Regions from separate parts of the Lactuca sativa genome. Here region 2 is linked to region 1. The links are chromatin contacts, called in public Hi-C maps. All regions are on one chromosome and are shown on one strand. The core of a region is the stretch at or near the end of the contact, and the rest is flanking DNA. Distances in the headings are between cores, read along the strand shown. Region 1 holds the start of LOC111890826 (D-amino-acid transaminase, chloroplastic). Region 2 holds the start of LOC111921537 (protein CUP-SHAPED COTYLEDON 2).

Region 1 (3,493 bases), core at 296-2,795:
TTGGAGACCTTTTGGAATTGAATTAAATGGCTGAATGCATGAAGCTGTTGAAAACCATGTAACCACGATGTGGCAAGGCCACCATGATGTGGTGATGGGTTGGTTCGCGACTGCTTTATCGTATCCGGCACCACGACGTGGTACAATGATACCACGACGTGGCGGCCAGGTTGAGTTGACTTTCTTGACCTTTTGAATGTTTGGCCATGTTTGACTTATAAGTGGTTTTGGGGCATTTTGAGTTGTACTTAAGGAATTGTTTCTGTTTAAGGGTTGAGTAGAGATGATATTGGGTCGGGATCTAGTCAGCTATCGTTTAGTATTCGAGGTGAGTCTTCTCACCACACTCATGGGTTGAAGGCACCAATGTCGACCCATTAATTGTTATGAAATGTTTAGTCATGGAATATGTAATGGTTGATAGTGATTTATATGTGAATTATGTGAAGACCATGGGAGGAGCCCATGGAACTTGGAAAGACCATGGTAGGAGCCTATGGCTCGGGGATATAAGACCATGGGTTAGCCCATGACATTCCAAATGAAGACCATGGAGGGAGTCCATGGCAAACTTGTATGTATGTGTGTGTCGCATTATGTGATTATATGTTTCATGTGTTTGAGGAAACTCACTAAACGTGTGCTTACAGTTTTGCTGGATAATTCAGGTACTTCTAGCTCTAAGGGCAAGGGTCCGGTTTGATGACGCAGCGTGCACTCTCCAACATTTTTCTCTACTAGTTATTATGGACACTTTGATCTTTCTAATTAATATGTTGATGTATTGGATCTTTGGAAACATTGGATGATGGGAATTTCTAATCATTAAATATGGATTGTTAGTATTTAAATGAAAATTTTTACTTGAAATTTTGGACTGTTACATCAACTATCCAAAGTTGTTTCGAGTTTGTTATAAAAGCTTGACTTTCAGGAGGAGGTTGTAGTAAAATGTGACTATTAAATAAATCTAGGGTTATACATAAATAAGTTTAGGGTTAAAAGTGATATGTATATTGTAGTATAAGGACAACGTTACATTAAAATAAATCTAGAGTTATACATAAATAAGTTTAGGGTTAAAAGTGACATGTATATTGTAGTATAAGGACCTAAATATAGGTAAAATGAGTTTTGCCCATTTAAACACGTACAGTAAAGTTTTGTTTTTGCTTTAATTTTTTTTTTCTTTGGTTCTCCTCTGTAAATCGCATAAACGCATACACAGATCAATAAATAGATTAATCTTTATTTGGATTGACATATACAAGAGGAAATCACATTAGTAAAATTCGGGTTAACATATACCAAAATACACTTATATTTATATTATAGATTCTCAAATATGTTTTTTGAAACAGGATTTCTAAAAGAAATACCAACAAAAACTTTATCCTTTTGTGCACATAAACTATAGTATTATTTTTCGAATGATAAAAATATATTAACAAAAATGACAAAATTTAAAATATTATCCATAAAAATATATTTCGTGTTAAATTTGCTTTTGTAAACCAAAAAGTGGATGACTCGAAACACCATGAGAGATGAGAGAATCAAACAGAGGGTAGGCCAGTGCCACCCGCTTTCGTCTTTACCTTTAAACCCTTCTTCCCCAAATCCACAACCACCATTTCCATGTAAGACAACCATGGATTCCTCTTCTTTACATCTGCGAGAGTACCCTTTTTTATCTCCTCTCTTCTCTCATGGTGAACAACCCACCTTCTTCTCTATAAATACCCTCATCTCCCACTCACTCACTCACTCACTCACTCGATCGCCCCTGTTAAACCCCTCCTCCTTTCACCTTTCTTCAAATGGCTACCAATTCAGGTAAGTTTCATCAGTTAGGGTCATGGTTTTTTATGATTGTATAGTAATTCATGATAGGTTGTTTGATATGTTTGCTGATTGATAAATCGCAGTTGAGATCGAGAGTGCTGAAGATTCTAAAGTTCATGTTTTCTCATCATCGACGGAGGTATATTCCGTAAAACCCAACCCCACCTCTCTGTTTTCGTATCCCGAATTCCCGATCATCTCAAAATTTCACAAAAAGTTTATCAATAACACTAGAAAACAGTCAAACACACGTTTCTTATGCCAATTCTGCATCTAGAAAAGCACCATCATTGAAGTTGAATTTTGTTTCGAAACAATATCTCACATTAATCTTTTGATGATCAGCTGCTTGAAAAGTTGCATCAGAAATGGAATTCAGTCGAGAAGCCACCATATCCTGCAATGTATTCAAGTGTTTATGGCGGGATTATTCTCGATCCAGCGATGATGGTCATCCCAATTGACGATCATATGGTACATCGAGGACATGGTGTTTTTGACACTGCCATTATTCTCGATGGGTAAGTCCTTAATTTCATCAAAATTTTACACAATTCTGATCGATTTTAAAGTTGAATTCCAATCCATTTCACAGATACCTCTACGAACTGGATGCTCATATAGATCGAATCCTTGTATCAGCATCAAGAGCCAAGATTTCATCACCATTCCCAAAATCAACCCTTCGCACCATTCTCATCCAACTAACATCAGCATCAAACTGCAAGAAAGGAACTTTACGATACTGGTTAAGTGCAGGTCCAGGCGATTTCCTACTTTCTCCTTCAGGTTGCCCAACATCTGCATTCTATGCAGTTGTAATAGACGAAGAGTTTTCTCAATGTAAACAAGGCGTTAAAGTCATCACTTCCACAATCCCGATGAAAGTACCCTTATTTGCCACAAGCAAAAACGTGAATTACCTCCCGAATGTTCTCTCGAAACTTGAAGCAGAAGAGAAAGGGGCATTTGCGTCAATTTGGGTAGATGATGAAGGGTATGTTGCAGAGGGACCTAATGTGAATGTGGCTTTTGTAACACATGATAATGAGCTTATTTTGCCTTTCTTTGAGAAGATTTTAAGTGGGTGTACTGCTAAAAGGCTTCTTGAATTGGCTCCTAAGTTGGTTGAAAATGGGAGATTGAAGAGTGTGAAAACAGGGAATATAACTGTTGAAGAAGCTAAAAGAGCTGCTGAGATGATGTATGTTGGAAGCACATTGCCTGTGTTGCCGATTATTGAGTGGGATGAAACTCCTATTGGAAATGGTAACTTTTTAACTATTTTAAATAATAAAAAACTCTTTTTCAATCTCCGATTTTGAAAAAGAATTGTTTAATGATGTTGGTTTTTACTTTTTATGGTGTTTATAGGGAAGGTTGGGGAATTGACAATGGCTTTATCGGATTTGGTTTGGGAGGATATGGTGGCTGGTCCTGAGACACATAGGTTAAAAGTTCCTTATGTGTAAAAAAAGTGTCAAAGAATTGGATGTTTGTATCCTTTGTTTTCTAGAGTGTGTTATGGAAATCACGAATTGAATAAAAGTTTAGGTTTGTGAACATTAATTCAACAAACCAAAAACCTCAAATTATCTTCACTATATTAAACTTTTGTCATAAACCTGAGTTATGAGTTATACAGATA
Region 2 (3,493 bases), core at 658-3,157, 700 kb before region 1:
ACATACAAGCGTACAACAGATTTAAACGTACTACGATATTAATTTCTCACATTCAATTCTTGAAAGACAACGAAAGGACCATAAAATCGATCAACTATGGATAATTAAGGCCGCCGCCGTCCATTGATCAGAAGCTCCAGATACAGTCAAGCTCCGTGGGGCCAGGCTTCTGATTTTCTGTCTGTGACGATGATGGCTGCATCCAGTTCTCACCGGAAGAACTCCCGTAGTTGCTTGCTTCTCCGCCATGCAATGGTGGCGCCACCGATGAGTAAAAGAACGGAAGCTGAAGATTTTCCTGCAATGTTCTCAAGCTAGGGAAGACCGAGACGCCGGGATTCTTTGGTGTGCACATGGCGGTGGGATCGAAGGTGGGTGTTAGAGGCTCCGGCGGTGGGAAATCAAAGAGAGGCTGAGGGCCGAAGGTGCAAGTTGAGGCAGTGGAGAAACAGGGCACGTGCTCTTTTGAAGCGGCGTTGCTGTCGTAGGAGAAGCTTTCTTGTTCGCCGGGAACGTAGGTGGAGGAGTCGAGTAACGGTGGTAGTGAGCCCGAAACCGCCGACGAGGAGCTGGCTTCTTTCCCGATATTTATCCCACCGCTAAACCACTTCTTCCCAACGCCAACGCTACCACTGCCGCTGCCGCTGCCGGCGCCGCCGACAGATCCAACACCACTTTTCTTGAAAACACGGGAGATCACCCATTCATCCTGATTAATTAATTACCAATAAGATGTATCAAAAACCCAAAACAAGAACAAGAACAAGAACAAACAGTAGTATATATAACAAAAGAAAAACACAAACTTTAAAATTTAAATCTTTAATGCTTGTTCAGTTCAGTGTGTACACAAGCCACAAAGAAAGACTTTTAAATTTTAATGCAAGCAAAGAGCAGTTTAACCGTTAAAAATCTTGCATTTAATACAACCTTTAACTAAAATAACTAACACAAAACACACCATGCAAAATCAAAATTCTTGTGGATGACATGAAGTATATATAAACCCTAGCTAGAATGAGGTGATGAAGTTCTTGAAGGTACCTTGGAGCTTTTAGAGAGAAAATGGTAGGCAAATTTGCCTTCAAGACGATATTCATGCATCACCCAGTTGCTTTTCTCCCCTTTTGGAGCCCTACCACGGTAGAAAACTAGGGTTTTCTTCATCCCCACAAGAGCAGAAGTCTTGGAGCTGTAGATCTCGCGATCTTTTCCGGTGGCTTTCCAGTAGCCGGCCTCCGTCGCCCTGTTAGTTCTCAGCCCAGTTGGGTATTTCCTGTCCCGGAGACTGAAAAAGTACCATTCTTTCTCCCCCATTTTCGCTCTTTCTGTACCAAAAAACAAAAACCCTAAAAAAAAAAGTTACAAAATGCGTGAGCTGTGTGTGAGTGTCGATCAATAAGTTGAATCGTACGTGGAAGCTCCCATGGTTCGCATTTGTTAAGATCAACGTCGGCGAATGCCCGGCCGGTGAAGCTGCCGTCGAGGACTTTTCGGAGAAGGTAACAAGTGATGAGTTCTTCATCAGTCGGATGGAATCTAAACCCAGGTGGCAAACAAGCTTCAGTGTTATCAAAATGGTGTGTGAAAAACTCCATAGCAGTATACTTAAGTAGCACCTCCTCCGCACACGGCTGTCGGAAAAAGGCAAACTGGCGTTTTGGCTTTGGTTTTGGTGTGATGACGAATGAGATATGTGTCTATATATAGGAGTTGGAGATGGGGTGGCGTTTATGGGGATTCGGAGAATCAAGAAATTAATAATATCTGTACTATCAATCGATTGAAAGATTAAAATAAAAATGGAATTTAGGGTTTTTCGTGTCTTTGGGTCTGCAACTCTGCCGTGGCTCTTATCATATCCATATGGGTTTAGAGAGAGAGTATGTGTTAAGAGTATGCGTGCGTGCGAGAAGAAGTGTGCAGGGTATTCCTATTGTCAGTGGAGAAGAAAAAAGAGGGATGGAGAACAGTAACTAACTCCATCTTCGTTTTTTTTTTTTTTTTTTTTTTTTTACCAAAGTCTACCAATTTTAACTCTATATTAATTTATTATGTATCATGATTTTAGTGTTTTAGACGTCTATTAGTTTTTGGGATACCAAAACATATTTAAAGATGGCTTATTGGTATGTTTGACAATATTAGCGTTGGCTTAAAGACGTCTATTAGTTGTACGCTTAAAAACTTGAAATAGTTTTTGATTTTTTTATTTAAAATAAAAGTTTTAAGTTCTTATTATTGATGGGACAATTTTCTTAAATTTTTTTTTTAACTGAAAGTTTATAAAAAATTTAATAGCTCGTTGCCGAACATACTCACAAGTCACACCATATCATAAAACAATAAATAGATAGATTATTTTTAAATATTTAACAAATTTTGCTTATAAGATTAAAAAAAAAAGTTGACCAGATAAAAGAGTATAATGGTATTTGCATTGCTGGTAAAAACAAAACAAAACTACGATTTAATGTATATATGTTTTTTTTGTGTGTGTTTAGAACAAAGATAATTGGTTAAATTGTTTCCTGTTTGATAAGAATTTTCTATTAAGTTAGATAGCTTATCAAACATTGTTTATTTAAATCAATCAACATTTTTTATTGTATTTAATCTAAACACTTAAAATGCATTAAACCGCAATATACTAATTAATACTTTAAATAAATAATCCAAAAAAGGCCATAGTTTAATCTCCATAAGCCTCAGTTCAACTGATATATTAATGTCTTACATAGATATGATATTATCTGACTTTATGTATATTGTAGTTGATTATTTATTTCAAAAAGATCTTTTGCATATACAAAAGATCTTTTTGATTAATAATATGGGCCAAGTATTATTTAATTTTAATAAATAATTAATTAAACCATCTATCCTTTAATTTAGACAATTACTTTGTTTAAAACCCTATTGCCTCTTTCATCCACATTCACAATATCCCTCCAGTCTCGTTCAATTGACGTGTAATGAAGGATTCTGCGAGATTAGATGATCCAACTCACCAAATTCCTAAACGAAAATGGATCTCCATTCACTGTCAACATCTACCCCTTCATAAGCCTCTACATCGACTCCAATTTTTCGATGTAATACGCGTTCTTCTACAGAAACGCAACTTTGGTGAACGAAGGCGGCACCACCTACACAAATATGTTCGATGCCAACTACGATACCCTCGTCTGGGCCATACAAAAGAATGGATTCATAAATATGGGAATCATAGTGGGTGAAATTGGGTGTCCTAGTGATGGAGATCGAAACGCGAAGAATCAACTAGCTTATAGAAATACATTATTTCTTATAAAAACAAAAAATACATTATTTCTTATAGAATACGGGTAACAATTGTTAAAAAGTACATTTATTGTTAAAGAATAAAACTAAAAAAACTTTTAAAACGGGAAAGAAAACATCAAAATCTAACAACGACACTAATACATTCTAAAAGAATAATGTTGCTTACAATCACTTTCAATTTTGTGGT

What was found. A called contact is a pair of places that touch in the nucleus more often than the background predicts.
Region 2: a Hi-C map of bud shows a contact between it and region 1, with 7 times the contacts expected there. The contact joins the promoter of LOC111921537 here to the promoter of LOC111890826 in region 1. A contact is called at or near these places in 2 of 4 Hi-C or Micro-C datasets (bud and leaf).

What each region holds. Positions count from the first base shown.
Region 1 is chr7:186,780,490-186,783,982 of Lsat_Salinas_v11, reverse strand. LOC111890826 (D-amino-acid transaminase, chloroplastic) reads left to right here and starts at 1,545. Exons shown (of 5, transcript XM_023886906.3): 1 at 1,545-1,836; 2 at 1,929-1,984; 3 at 2,191-2,366; 4 at 2,441-3,114; 5 at 3,220-3,437. The coding sequence starts at 1,821. The coding sequence ends at 3,317.
Region 2 is chr7:187,482,364-187,485,856 of Lsat_Salinas_v11, reverse strand. It overlaps LOC111921537 (protein CUP-SHAPED COTYLEDON 2), which reads right to left and starts at 1,907. Exons shown (of 3, transcript XM_023917119.3): 1 at 1,415-1,907; 2 at 1,045-1,328; 3 at 1-709. The coding sequence starts at 1,598. The coding sequence ends at 128.